Linked DNA regions of Mus musculus: region 2 is linked to region 1. Evidence: chromatin contacts called from public HiChIP or PLAC-seq data. All regions are on one chromosome and are shown on one strand. The core of a region is the stretch at or near the end of the contact, and the rest is flanking DNA. Distances in the headings are between cores, read along the strand shown. Region 1 overlaps Auh (AU RNA binding protein/enoyl-coenzyme A hydratase). Region 2 overlaps Gm40950 (a long non-coding RNA gene).

The links. HiChIP or PLAC-seq counts read pairs in DNA pulled down with a chosen protein or histone mark.
Region 2: a contact with region 1 is called in an H3K27ac HiChIP or PLAC-seq map of microglia, with 2.9 times the contacts expected there. The contact joins two enhancer-like sites. A contact is called at or near these places in 1 of 39 promoter capture datasets (hippocampal neurons), 9 of 484 Hi-C or Micro-C datasets (CD8 central memory T cells, the HPC-7 cell line, Th1 cells and 6 more), 18 of 115 datasets of contacts at active chromatin or transcription factors (the HPC-7 cell line, bone marrow-derived macrophages, differentiating embryonic stem cells and 12 more) and 2 of 9 other capture datasets (adipose tissue and liver).

What each region holds. Positions count from the first base shown.
Region 1 is chr13:52,845,614-52,852,618 of GRCm38.p6, reverse strand. All of the region lies in intron 6 of Auh (AU RNA binding protein/enoyl-coenzyme A hydratase), which reads left to right. Among named protein-coding and RNA genes, the nearest start is that of Gm33315, 20 kb to the right of the region's middle. Within about 2 kb of position 3,123, at least 61 of the 459 cell types and tissues checked have an H3K27ac peak or open chromatin away from gene starts, as enhancers often do. A contact at or near this core is called in microglia, where this site is marked.
Region 2 is chr13:52,959,486-52,966,490 of GRCm38.p6, reverse strand. All of the region lies in intron 2 of Gm40950 (a long non-coding RNA gene), which reads right to left. Among named protein-coding and RNA genes, the nearest start is that of Gm40950, 8.6 kb to the right of the region's middle. Within about 2 kb of position 3,945, at least 9 of the 459 cell types and tissues checked have an H3K27ac peak or open chromatin away from gene starts, as enhancers often do. A contact at or near this core is called in microglia, where this site is marked.

The DNA of each region.
Region 1 (7,005 bases), core at 1,874-4,373:
GGTGGGTGGTAGCCGGGGAGGTGGCTCAGTCTGTACAGTGAGTGCCGTGTAAGTCTGAGCACCCAAGTTCAGATTCCCGGAACCCATCTTAAAAAGCAGGGTGTGGTGGTGTGTATTTGTGATCCCAGCCCTGGGGACACAGAGGCAGGGAGATTCCTTGGACCTCTCTGAGTATCTGGGAAACATCTGTGTGCAGAAGTGACCAACAAGTTCTAGCCTCTCAGGTGAGCAGAAGGTCAGAACCCGGACTGTGAAGTGCACAGTGGGCCCGCTGAGTGATGTAACTAACGGGTCCCTTGGCAGACCGGTCCAATGTGACTACACAGTTAAAACAAAACGTCAGAGAAATCGGGAGAACCTGCAGCCCAGCCCTCCAGTGGCATCAAGGACTAAGGTGGGTGGGTGGGGCTTGTGAGCTGGGGAGCCACAGTCTGGATGCATCCATCTGTAGACTCTCCCCCAGAAGGCAAACCCAGGGCAGTTTTCCGATTTTCTGCATTTGATCTAGAATGTGGACTGCAACCCCTTTGGGAGTTGAACAACCATAGGGTCACAGGGTCACCTAAGACTGTCTACGTATCATATATTTATGTTATGATTCATAACCATAGCAAAATTGCAGTTGTGAAGTAGCAATGAAAATAATTTTATGGTTGGGGGTCACCACAAGAGGAACTGTATTAAAGGGTTGTAGCATTAGGAAGGTTGAGAACCACTGGCTTAAAGACTTCTCCTCCCTCCTTAATTCCTGAAGGACAGGGATGATAAAGACTATAAATTTTAAGGAACCCTTACATTTTCAAAAAAACTCCTACGGCTGTGTGCAGGCAGCCGACAGAATCAGCCCAGCTGATAGGATGATTCCGTAGACTCCCTTAGGACTGCTTCCCATGTCCCGGCCACGCTGTGCCTCCTGCCGAGCCCTGTCTGGGTCAGTGTTCAGAAACAGTGTGCCCTTTGCCTCATTTTCTTCTGTACCATTTACCTGCTGTTCCTATCCCGTAGGCAAGCCAGCTTTGTCACCACGAGGGCCACGAGCAGAAGGGTCACCACACTGATAAGGATGTGCTTGTGTGAACCCCATCCAGGCACGAGGCCCCTGCCAGCTGTTTCAGTGACCACTTGCTGACCTGCACCAGGCTCCTCTTCCTAGCCCTGTCTGCTGTTCACAGCGTGGCTCAACTCTTGTGCTCACGTTTCTAATTACTATAGGCGTTTTAGAATGTAAACCTTTTATAGTAAGGCTTGGGTCAGAGACAGCCCGTTGGGAAAAAGCCCTTGTCTGCTCATTGTCCCCATGCAAAGAGTAAACTTCAGCCTCTGTGTCTCCAGGGTCAGAAATAACAAGTGTGGATCAAAGATCCAAGTGTAGAAACCCGAAGTGAAAAACTCACAACAAGGGTCAGGGGAACGCAAGCTTTCTGCTCCCGAGGCAACAAGTAAGATTTCGGAATTATCAGGCGCCAGAAGCGTCATGCATTTGAGAAGAACATAGAGATGTGTGGCCTTCTGCGTCCCAGAGTTGGGGCCACAAACATCAGAGACTACGTTCTGAGCTCCTGTGGATTGTCTGTCTCCTTGTCATTCTTCCACGTACCTTACAGTACGGCACCTCCTGCATAGTGTCGCATTTGTCTAATCACCCCCAACAGCTTGTGCACGTGCAGGAGAATTGGCATCCATCCGATATACTGTATTGTTTACATGAGGGACATTAGAATTTACCTGCAGCTAAACCAGGGGTCCTGGAACCGTTCCCCTGACCCGCAGGGCAGCAGCCAGATCCATCTAAGTGGAAAAACCTCTGCTGTCAGAAGATACTGTTAGGGTGGAGTTGGGTCAAGGGTGGGGTGGATGTGTACACTACAGGGGCCTGACTGATGGCGGACCTTGTGCCTGCAATATGCAAAGGACCCTTGAAACTCACTAGGAGGGAAATACAACTGGTTGAAGAAAGAGCCAGGAGATTGGAGCACATCTCCCTAAGTGGAGGGCGGCAGATAAGGGCATGAGGAGGTACTGAGTCTCTGCAGTCACGGGCGTATAGACTCGCATGCAGATGCCATGGTCAGAGCGATGGCTGGGCAGACTTAGGTGCTGCCATCTGCAGTCAGGGCTGGGCACTGCTGTTGGCGTGGGGCATCTGGAACTTTGATGCACTGCCTGTGAAATGGTAGACACAATTTAGGGAACACTTCAGAGTTTTGTCCCTCCACCTGAGCAGTGTGGCAGAATCTGGTCTGTGACAGTGGTCTGTGTGAGTCTCCCGCACAATTATTTTCACAGCTGCAGGAACATCACCCTTGCTTTCTCCTCCATTGCAGCATCCGTGTACCCCACCCTGTGTAGGTACACATGGACTTTGTTTTCCTTTCTTTGCAGTTCAAATAATGTCACGGGAGAAAGCTTTGCGTACTGTGTCACAGTGTGTCACATAGCACGTCCCCAAGACTGGACTAGCCTGAACTCTGAAGGGTAGGAGTTCCAAGGGGTTGTGGAGATCCTGCTAGCCTCCTTCCCCGACCTTAGGTAGATGCTGGTCTGCCACATGACTAGGCCGTTCGGCGTCTATGTACCTCTCACCTCTCTTCCCTAGCCAGATTGGCATTTTAACGTCTGTTTGAGGCTTTGCCCTCTTTCCATTTTAACCTGCTAGTTTCTGTTTCAGGATTTCTGACTGTGAGGAATCGGTTCCTTGTCTGAATGTTTCCATTGGCAATGCTTTTCTCTTGTTTGCTGGTTTCCCCCTTTGTCTTCTTAAGCTTTACACAGTTTGGTTTTGATAGCGCACAAGCATGCGTTACTGGTTCCAGTTATTATGAGCAAGTGCCATTGTCTGGGCCCACTCACGTGTCTGGTCAGCCAGACTGTGTAGGACAGCTGGGTGGGGAGGCCCGGTTCCTGTGCCCGGCATCCTCCCGCAGGCTGGTGCTGACACAGGGCCAGAAAGAAGAACACCTGCGGGTAGAGCCCAACCCTGGCTGGGTCTGCACACGAGTGCTTTCACACATGGCGGGAGCATCATTGCTGTGGCTGTAAGCAGGAGCAAGAGCAGCCTGGTCAGGGAGGGTAGTGACAGTCTCCACAGCCTGAGGTGGGTGCAGTGTGGAGGGAGGAGCTGCCAGGATCCAGGCTTTGCCCCTCTCAGCTCATGCACACCTCTCACGTGACCACTGAGCACGTGACTGGGCCTGTGATCTGTGTCACCATAATCACCCACAGGAGATTAGTGACTGAGGAGCGGGTTCCTGTTTTCAGGTGGCATGTATTCACTCTACGTGATTAGGGTTCTGTTGATATTCTGTGTATGTGCCTGTGTGTGTGTGTGTGTTGTGTGTGTGGTATAAGTGTGTGTATGTTGTGTGTGTATTATGTGTGGTATATGTGTATATGTGGTGTGTGTGCAGTGTATGTGTATGTGTGGTGTGTGTGGGTATATGTGTGGGGTGTATGTGTGGTGTGTGGTATATGTATATGTGGTGTATATGTGTGTGGTATAAGTATGTGTATATGTGCGTATGTATGTATGTGGTATATAAGTATGTATGTGTGGTATATATGTGTATGAGTGTGTATGTGTGTGCATGTGTGTGGTATGTGTCTGGTGTGTATGTGGTGTATTTCAGTGTGTGGTATATGTGTATGTGTGTGTATATATTGTATATGTGTATGCATGGTATGTGTGTGTATGAGTGTGTGTGTGTGTGGTGTGGTATATGTGTATGTGTGGGATGTGTGTGTATGGTGTACTTTGGTTGTTTCCCTCTTTTGTCCCCCTTTCTTTCCTGGTAGTCCACTTCCTCTTGTAGGGTAGTCCCTTCTGCATGTCCCCCCTTCCACATGAGAGGAGCACGTGAGCAGGCCAGCATGCAGTGTTTGTCTTTCTGAGTCGAGCTTATTTCCCTTAGGGTGACATCTCTAGCTCCATCCACCTTGTGGCAGATGCCATGATTTCGCTCCTCTTTATGGCCAAATAGCACCCCAGTGTATGCCTATCACAGGCCCTCTTTATCTGTTTCTCTGCTGATGGCACCAGTGCTGAGGCCATGGCGTGGCTGTTGTGACTGTTGCTACAGGAAGCACATCTGTGAAGGCATCTCTCTCATCTGCTCCTGTATTCCTGTGGGCGCCATAATGAGTGGAGTGCCTGGGTCACAGGGGAGATGCACAGTCCCCTTGGTGTGCTCCTGGGTAAGCACAGCCCCCAACCCCCAGCGGTGTAGAACTCAGAGGATGGGCTGGCACTGTGGCAGGGATGGTACTGCCCTGTCTTCCGGCCTGCCACCCATACACTCAGCAGCCTAGCTAAGGGGCTGGTCGTGAGATGTGGGCAGAATGGAAACGCGCCAGCCTTAGGCTAACCTCCAGGTGTGCTCCAAAGGAGTTCAAAATATCAAAGCGCAAAAGCATGAGCCCAAACTGCAGCCTTGCCAACCCATGAACTACCTCTGAGTTTCCCACGATGCTGCGCTCATCTGGGGAGCCGAGCTTCGGAAAGGGAACTGTGGATGGGGAGGGTGGGGGCTTCCCTTTTGGCGGTGCGGCCTGGGGTAGGCACAGGGAGCTGGCACTCGTGTTAGGCATGGGTTTTCCCATGTGGTGGTTTAGGTGAGGATTAAGGTGCTCGGTGGTCCATTTTGTTCCTGTGTTTGATTAAACTGTAGAATGTTGTTTGCCTTGCTTTTCTGTTTTTCTTGAGATATGACTCAGAGTTTTGAAAACCTGACCAGTAGTTGGATATGGTTTACAAAAATAATGTTTCCAGTAAGTTCGAGTTGCCTCATCTTGCCAGACTATGCCCCAGAGAATGCTCACCCAGCTTTCTTAATGCAAAGCAGTTGCGGACTGCCTCTGTAGGAAGACTTTCCTGTGCAGGCATCCACAGAGAGCCTAGTGGTTTCCCTGGTGACCAGTAGCCCTGACTGGTCGGTCCATCCCGGTGACCCCTGGAGCTTGGTGCTTGTGGACATTTGCTCGTTTTGCTCTCTGTTTTTCGGCCGGCAACTCCACGTGGACTGTTCCCAAGCACATGACCTCAGAGAGTTCACAGTGACAGTGTGACAATGGCCAGGCCTTAAAGCAATGCATAGTAGGGAGGGTATGTTTCCATGCAGTGTGTGAGGAGCAGGCTGCCCCCCAAGAGGCGCAGATGACGCCCCTCTCCCCTCCAGCAGCGCTTGCTGGCTGATCTGAGCTCAGCTCTTCACTCAAAGCTTTCTGCCACTGTCCGTGACATTCCAGGGCTGCCGCAGTCAGTTTCAGACTTTCCCTTCGTTATGCTCGCTGAGCCTCTGTCCATCCAAGGAGAACTAGATGGGGAGTTGTGAGGCCCTGGCCCCTGATGGTGAGGTAAAGCAAGAGACCCCGATCTCCCACCATCCACTCGTGAACACGCATACGCGTGTGTGCACACACGGTTTGGTCACTGCAGTTCTTCGAGCCTAGGTTTTCAGTGTGACACGTGAGCACAGTGACAGCTCGGCCTTCTGGGATTGTCACGGACGTAGCTGTGTGGTGTGTAGGCAGCTCTCATCAGATGCTAGTTTGTGTTCTTGATAATTCTGCTATTCCAGAATCCTGCGGTTTTCGCTGTATGACCTACTTTTGTTAGGAAAAATTAAACTCTTCATGTCTTCATCTCTGAGTCATTGTTTGGTGGTATTTTGGAAACATTAATTTTTTTCCATGTTCCTTTTTTCAATAATATTTTGCTGGCTGGATGGTAACGCCTGGCATTTGTGAGAAGAAAGTATGTAGTGGTTAGGTTTGAGGCAGAGTATGTGTCTGCTCCTAAGGATGCCTGGCCGTGTCTTAAGCCCTTAGGCCTCACTGAGGGAAGCTCCCCCACCCACCTCCAGTGCAAATGTAGTAATAGCTCTTCATGTGTGCACTGCGTCATGTCATGTATGCATACTGTGTCATGTGTGTGCACTTGGTCATGCATGCTTGCATGTGTGCTGTGCACATCACTTCATGTGTGTGCTCCGTGTCATGTATATGCACCACATCATTGTACCATGTAACATGTGTACACCATGTAACATGTGTACACTGCATCATGCATGTGCACCGCATCATGTGTGCTCACCATGTCATGTGTGCGCTCCATGTCATGTATGTACACCACATCATGTGTGCGTACCATGTAACATGTGTGCACCATGTAACATGTATGCACTGCATCATGTGTGCATGACACGTCATTTACTCCTCATTGTCATGGGCAGGTCCAGAAACTGTGCCCTCACCTTACTCTCTCCCCATTTCCTTGTGTTTTAAAGAGGACTCGTTAGCACGTTGTTTCCCCTTCCTCCTCAGCCTGGGAAGGACGAGGATCATTGTTGGCTTTTGAAAGCTCTGAAGGTTTTCTAGAAAGAAATGGAGGAAGGGACTCCTGTTGGTGTTGCATGGTCTGCCCTGTTGGATGGGATGATCAGCCCCAGAGGCTTACTCGGTGGGCTGACATCCCCTGGAGAGGTTGTTAGACTGGGACCTCTCTCTCCCTTGTATCTTACCTCTCCTGAGTCACACTATGCCAGGAGGCAACCCTCACACCTTGCACATCAGGGCAGGACCCAGAATGTTGGCTGGAGGCAGAGGGAGCCTGCAGCAAAGGCCTGCGACCCCGAGAGGCTTGGAGCCAGACAACAGGCACAGCTTCCTGGGTTCCTGACCTACAGAACCTGGGAGACGAGAGATGTTGTTTTCTTTGGTAGAGTCCTATGCAGTGCACCATAGCTGACTACCACAGCCCTATCATCTGGCCATAGGAATGAAGAAACCTCTTCTCGGTAAAGAGCTTAGTAAAGAGTTTGGAAATATTATTGCATAATTGGTTTTCAACATTTAAGATGTAAGGGGTGGGGGAGCTGGAGAGATGGTTCAGCAGTTATGAGTACTACCTTGTAGACACCCAAGTTCAGTTTTCAGCACCCAGATGGTGGCACCCAGCTACAAGGGGGGATCCTCTGGTCTCTGTATGTCCATTTACACACACATACATAC
Region 2 (7,005 bases), core at 2,696-5,195, 110 kb before region 1:
GAGAAAACTGATCCCCGCCCACCCACACACGCACCAATAATCATGTTTACAAACCTAACGAGAAGCATAGCAAGGGCCTGGGACACTTGCCCATGGAGCCCAGGGGAGCGAGGCAAGGGTAGAGACGGTGAGCGCCCCTGGACTGGGGGACTGGATTATTTAATTATTCTCCATTAGTGGGGTTTTCTTGGGTCTGAGTTTTCTCTAATGTTCTTTGATGGAGACTCCAAGCGGTTTGGTGTCCGGCCTCTCCTTAGTCACCTCCATTTTAAGTGTGACACATACTGCAGTGTTTGAGTCACTGACCCACTTTACTGGATGAAAGACCAGTTTTAAAAGTAGATTAAAAAAAAAAAAATAGGAGGGAGGACATTTATTTTTGGTTTTGGCCTTTTTTTTTTTCTCTTAACATTACTCTAAAGCTTAACAGCTATAGAATGTAACCATACAGGGACAATGTAAACCAGTTAAATGTCATTAAAGGAATTTCTGAGGCCCTACCAGTTACCACATACAATATCCAGTATATTTAATGACTTGTTAAAAGACTCAGTTGTGGCATAGCTCAAGGTATAGTTCAGTGGCAGAGCATTTGCCTAGCATGTGTGGGGCCCTAGGCTCCATCCCACCACCTCTCAGGAGGGAGAAAAGATCTGTGAATGAGAAATATTCTGAGTTTCCACATCCAGTCCAGCCCAGTGCTTCTAGCCTCTCTATCTTTTGGATATTAGAATTTAAAACACACAGGTATAGAAAGCATAATCCCAGCCAGCTGGAGAGCAGACCACACCTGGTTATTTGTCCAGAATTCTCTGCTGTCCCAAGAAGCAAGTGTCACGAGCCCCATGTGCTCCTAGGTGTGGGTGGTTGGTGTCCTGTGTCTCTCTAGTGGAGTGGGTGGGGTGGTAGACAACATTCCTGGTAGGTCACTCGTTGCCCAAGCTCTGTCTCCATACTGATCTTTCTGTGCTGGGTATGGGGGGAATATTGCACTGATGCAACCTTGCTCTTACCTGTGCCCATGTCAACCCCAGCACCTGGAGGGAAAGCAGGTGGACAGTGTGATCGCTTTGAGACTTTCAGAGTCTCCACATCCAGGAGTGCTTCTTCTAGCTATGTTTTCAGCATCTTCATATTTAACACAAAGGTGCTTTGTGTTTTAGAGTGTTCCTTAAATACCAGCACACATAAGCACACATAAGCACACATACACTGGCCTACTTTGGTCTTTTAGCTATGGTCTTCACTTTCATCCAGGTTTTTCCAGCTAGAGAAATGTATGTCTTGGTAAGGTCTTCTACCTTTCTCAAATCTTGTTACAGACTGAGTTGAGGCCTGAGACAGTTGACAGGCACCCACAAACACTGGGAAGCAGAGAAGCAGGCTCACAGACAAAACAGAGTCAAAATACTTCAACAGCCCAGAATGGACAGGATGGATCACAACATGAGCTGTTTGTACAGTAGACATAGCATGTAGGGTTTTCCTACATGGTAAGAGGTATCCGGGGCTGGGCTCATAGCATGCCAGTGGAGTACTAAACTCAAACGTACAAGGCCTTGGATCCAATCCTCAGCACCACACAATGAAAGTCACAGTAAGGGGGAAAAAAATCAAACAGTTGCATGGAGGGGAGTGGGATTCCTTGAAGCTTGTGTGAGTTAGAGCCCTGGGAAATAGGAGGTTGTATCTGTGTTGACACATGCAAACACTTGTCCCCTGTCTCTGCAAAAGCAGCCAGAGGCACAGCAGAAAGCAGTCTCCGGCCATACTACCTTGGACACACCCAATCTCATCTGATCCCAGAAGCTAAGCAGTGTTAGGCCTGGTTAGGACTTGGATGGAGAACATTCTCTAGGATCTGGAGGGATGGCTCAGAACGGTTAAGTGTTTTTGCTTAACTGTTCTTCCAGAGGACTCCAGTTTGGTTCTCAACACTCATGTTGGGCTGTTCACAACCACCTGGAACTCAAGAGACATAACATTCTTTTAGCTCAGACACCTACACACACATGGTGGGCACACACACACACATTCATAAATACCAAAACATGATGGTTCCTGACAAGGTGTGGGCAGGGAGCATCAAGAGTGACAAACGTTAACAAAAGTACTAGTCAATTATCCAGAGAGATGACGAGCTGACACTCGGGTACCAAAGGGCATCAGGAACAGACCAGGCACACAAAGGGGAAACCTTTTTGTTCCAAAGAATATTTTTCTTCACTCAGAACCATGAAGAAGAATGTTGACCTCTTACTAACACAGCATCTTCCCAAACTTGGTTGCTAGTGTTTCAGGTTGGGCTTCGGGAGTGTAGTCCTACAGGTGTGGCCTTCCATTCCCAGCTTGTCTCCCAGATTTATTGACAAGTAGAAGCAGTCATTAGGGGTGCCACCCTGATCATTTTATCTCTCTTCTTGGTGTCCCTTTGCCTTGGCATTTCAAGACCCTCCCTTATCTCAGTGTTATACCTTAAAAATCAAACGAACCCCATCAATATGTGAAGACCCAAAGAAATTGTACAGTAAGCAAGCATTAATGTTACAGGCTAACAGGAATCCCTGCAGCCCTCCCCCCCCACACACTTGCTCCCCAGAGTCCCCCAGAATGATAGAAAATGGGGTTGGGAGGGAGCTTAGTTGGTAAAGGGCTGGTATGCAAGCATGAAGACCTGAATCCCCAGAGTCCACAGGAAAACCCAGATGTAAGGTCTGGCATAGGGGTGCATGCCTTTAATCCCAGCACTTGGGATGCAGAGAGATGAATCTCTGTGAGTTCGAGGCCAGCCTGGTCTATATAGTGAGCACCATGATTACATAGAAAGACTGTCTCAGAAGAGGGGGGGGGGATGGAGGGAGAGAGAAGGAGGAAGAGGAAGAGCAGGAAGAAGAGGAAGAGGAGGAGGGGAAGTAGGGGGGAAGAAGAGGAGGAAGAGAAAGGCAGATTCAGTGGTGCAAGCCAGTAGTCTCACAGCTATTGGGAAGAGGGCACACAGGGATCTCTGGGGCTCACTGGCTGGCCGACCTGGTCTAATAGATAATTACCAGCTTCAGAGAGGAAATCCTGTCTCAAAAAATAAGGTAGATGACACCTGAAGCACACCTGACATTGGCCTCTGGCCACACTCACACATGCACACACACAAGCAAGGAGACTTACAACTATGTATAGCATGACTATCAAAAGATAGGGACTATACACCTCAGAGCACCAAGAAGCCTCAGGAATATCCAACAGGCAGCTCTTAGGTTGCTACAGATTGAAAGGAAGGCACAGCCAGACACACCCAAAGGTGCTCCCCAGTGGGTCAACCCCAACACTCAGGCATGGAGAGGGATAGCTGACAGTTCCTCCCTGGAATGCAGACAGGTCCTCCACATGGCCTCCTCACTGTGTGTGTATCCTGTCTTCATCAGTTCCTCACCGTGTGGGATTTGATTGGTTAGAGTTGCTCCTATCACATGCCCTGACCCTACGGAGGTGATCATATTGTACCTTTTACAGTCCCTGTGGATACCCGAAGCTATAGGAAGTGACCAACTCGACACAGATTGGATCTTCCCTACACTTGCAAAGTTCCCTATACAAAGTTTAATTTATAAGTTACACAGTGGCTGGGCAGTGGTGGCTCACACCTTTAATCCTAGCACTTGGGAGGCAGAGGCGGGCGGATTTCTGAGTTAGAGGCCAGCCTGGTCTACAGAGTGAGTTCCAGGAAAGCCAGGGCTACACAGAGAAACCCTGTCTCAAACAAACATACAAACAAACAAAAAAAGTAACACAGTACAGGATGATCAACAACTGATAGGGAATAGAACAATAGTCGTGTAATAACAGCTGCTATGGTTTAACTTATTTTTAATTATGCGTATGTGTATCATGTGCACACCATGAGTGCAGGAACCTTTGCAGAACTTTCAGTTCCCTCGAAGCTGGAGTTACAGGCAGTTCTGAGTTTGGAAACCAAACTCAAGACTTCTGCAAGATCAGCATGTGTTCCTCCTACCCACTAAGCCGTTTCTCCAGCACCTAAAACTTGCTTTCTATGTGAATGGTTTAAGGATACAAGCAGGGGTTAAAGATCATTCCCAGCTATTTAGTACGTTTCAGGTCATATGAGACCCCCGAACACACACACACACACAAAATGAATTTCTAGGATTTCCTATTGATGACCAATACCACAAGCAACGGAGTCTGTGCAGAAAGAATGACCACTATGCCAGTCTCTTGTAGAAGCTTTCCCAGAAGCGAACAGTACAGTGTCCAGGATCCAAGCCCTGTGCCTGGATGAGGAGAGAGGGTAGGAGCCTACATGGGGCACTTCAGAGGGTGGACTGACTGGTTTTGTGTGTCAACTTGACACAGGCTGGAGTTACCATAGAGAAAGGAGTTTCAGTTGGGGAAATGCCTCCATGAGATCCAGCTGCAAGGCATTTTCTCAATTAGTGATCAAGGGGGAAGGGCCCCTTGTGGGTGGTGCCATCCCTGGGCTGGTAGTCCTGGGTTCTATAAGAGAGCAGGCTGAGCAAGCCAGGGGAGACAAGCCAGTAAGTAACATCCCTCCATGGCCTCTGCATCAGCTCCTGCTTCCTGACCTGCTTGAGTTCCAGTCCTGACTTCCTTTGGTGATGAACAGCAATGTGGAAGTGTAAGCTGAATAAACCCTATCCTCCCCAATTTGCTTCTTGGTCATGATGTTTGTGCAGGAATAGAAACCCTGACTAAGACAGAAGGGCAAAGGGGATCTACAAAGGAAGGCTTTTTCATGAGAAGTAGAAAGAGAGCCCTTAAAGCTAAGTACTGTGATACATACCTATAATCCCAGCACTTGGGAGGCAGAGGCAGGAGGATTGCAAATTCAAGGCCAGCAGGGACTTCATAACAGGAGCCCATCAGAATGAAGAAGAGCAGCAGGAAGCTGGGGTTGAAATGACTGGTTATCTATTGTATGATAGTTGAATAATGCATTTGTCTATTAGCTGCAAAGAAGGAACTATTTCAAAAAAATAAAACCAGCTCAACTTGTGTGTGAATTCTGGTGGCTGCCTACACACATGGCCCTCTGAACAATTGAGCCCTCATCCACTGAGACCTTTCTGCCACACAGGCATTTTGCTGGTTTAAAAGAAAAAAAGTTTAATGTCTTGTTAGAAGTTAGGAATGTGGCTTATGTGATAGAGAGCTTGCCTGGAATGCACAGAGCCCTGGGTTCCATCTCCAGTACTGCATAAACCCTGCCTGAATGGGTGTTCACACCTGTAATCTCATCCATCACACAGGAGGCCGAGGCAGGAGAATCAGAACTTCAAGGCCGTTCTTGGGACACATTGTGGGTTTGAGGTCAGACTGAGTTAGACACTCTTGTCTCACCCCCTCCCCCAACACACACACCGTTAGATTTTTAAAAACAAAACAAAAGAAAAGAAAACAAAACACCTGATAGCTATAAGAGTCAATTTTGAAGACTAGAAAACCTTCCTAGTTGGAGGGTTGCTAATAGTCTCAGATGGCCGAAAGGGACAGGAGTCATTGAAGTTATTTAGTCACCAAGGATCTGGGCTGTATCCCATTTCCACTTGGGCCAGAAAATTTCAAATGAGGAACATTTGCCACTTGAGCCCCCAGAATACCGGTAAGAGTAGAGGATTATGGTAATTCTGGATTATGAACTACAGTCTTAGAAAGGGGAAGTAGGGTGTCATGAGAAAAACATTTGAAATACAGCTGGCCTTAACCTTTGTAGGTGCCCTATAGAAGAAGCTAGTGTGGATTCTAGGGGACAGACAGAAAGCCTCAATTCAGGAAGTGACAGAGATAGATAAGGATGAGCAGGTAACTGTGGGAGGTGACAGAGCAGCCTGCGAGAGATCCCCCAGGGCTGCTGATGGGGAGCAGAACACATTTCTGCTCAGCCAAGTGTCCCCAGTGCATCCAAGGCTACATCAACCGCTTATGAAGAGCAAGGTGACTTTGAGAGACAGTGTTTGAAGACAGCCCAAAACTCTGTTGGCTAAGAATAAGGTCCCTTTGGAAGACAGAGTGGGGTTGGCAGTATGGCTCAGTGGGTAAGGGCACCAGCTGCCAAGCCTGACAGCAAGAACTTGACCCGCCCCCCCTCCCCCAGGACCTACATGGTAGAAGGAGAGAACCAACTCCTGCAAGCTGTCCTCTGACCTGCATACATGTGCGATAGCATATACATGGGCATGTACACACATATCACAAATAAATATATGTGACAGATAGATAGATAGATAGATAGATAGATAGATAGATAGATAGATAGATAGAACAAAGGAGGGAAGGAAACAAGGAAGAAGTAGGAGAAAATAGGAGGCTGGAAAGTAGGATAAGGAAGCTGTTGACAACAACATGGCACAATGGAAATGGAAGAGGAAGACGCCTGGAGACCAGTAACCCAGGAATGAGCAGACATCTTTGGTTCTACAGCTTTGTTGTTGGGTTTCCAGGGACAAGAAACTAAGACAAGAGCAGGAATCCCAGTGACAAAAAAAATGGTCAGCTGCCTTGAAGAGAAAAGAAGGAGGGATGGAGGAGTGGGGCCTGTGCCTTGGAGGGGTCCAGGAGGGTCAAGCTGGAGGATGGAGAGACTAAAGAGACCCACTGTGGGTGGACAGTTTCAGGACCCTGAAAGACTGTGTGACTTGAAACTCTTTCCACAACTTGGTGGAAACAGGTAAAAATATTTAGTCACTCTTCCTCAGTTTTTTCAGTAACTAATAGATCGGATACTTCTGGGTATTCTTTTTACACCTTTGCTGGACTATATATCTCAGTCAACATTCTTCAGAGTAAAGCAGCTCCCTTACTGCAGGAACGACCCCCTGGCATCCCCCCCCCCCCAAGCCATACTATGAGGGCTGGTTTCACTCAGCAAGTATAGGAGCCCTGGACTTTGATAAACCACATATCCTAATTAGCATTAACATGTCAGCACAGCCTATAATCAACTGAAAAAAGAGGCTCAATTGAATAATT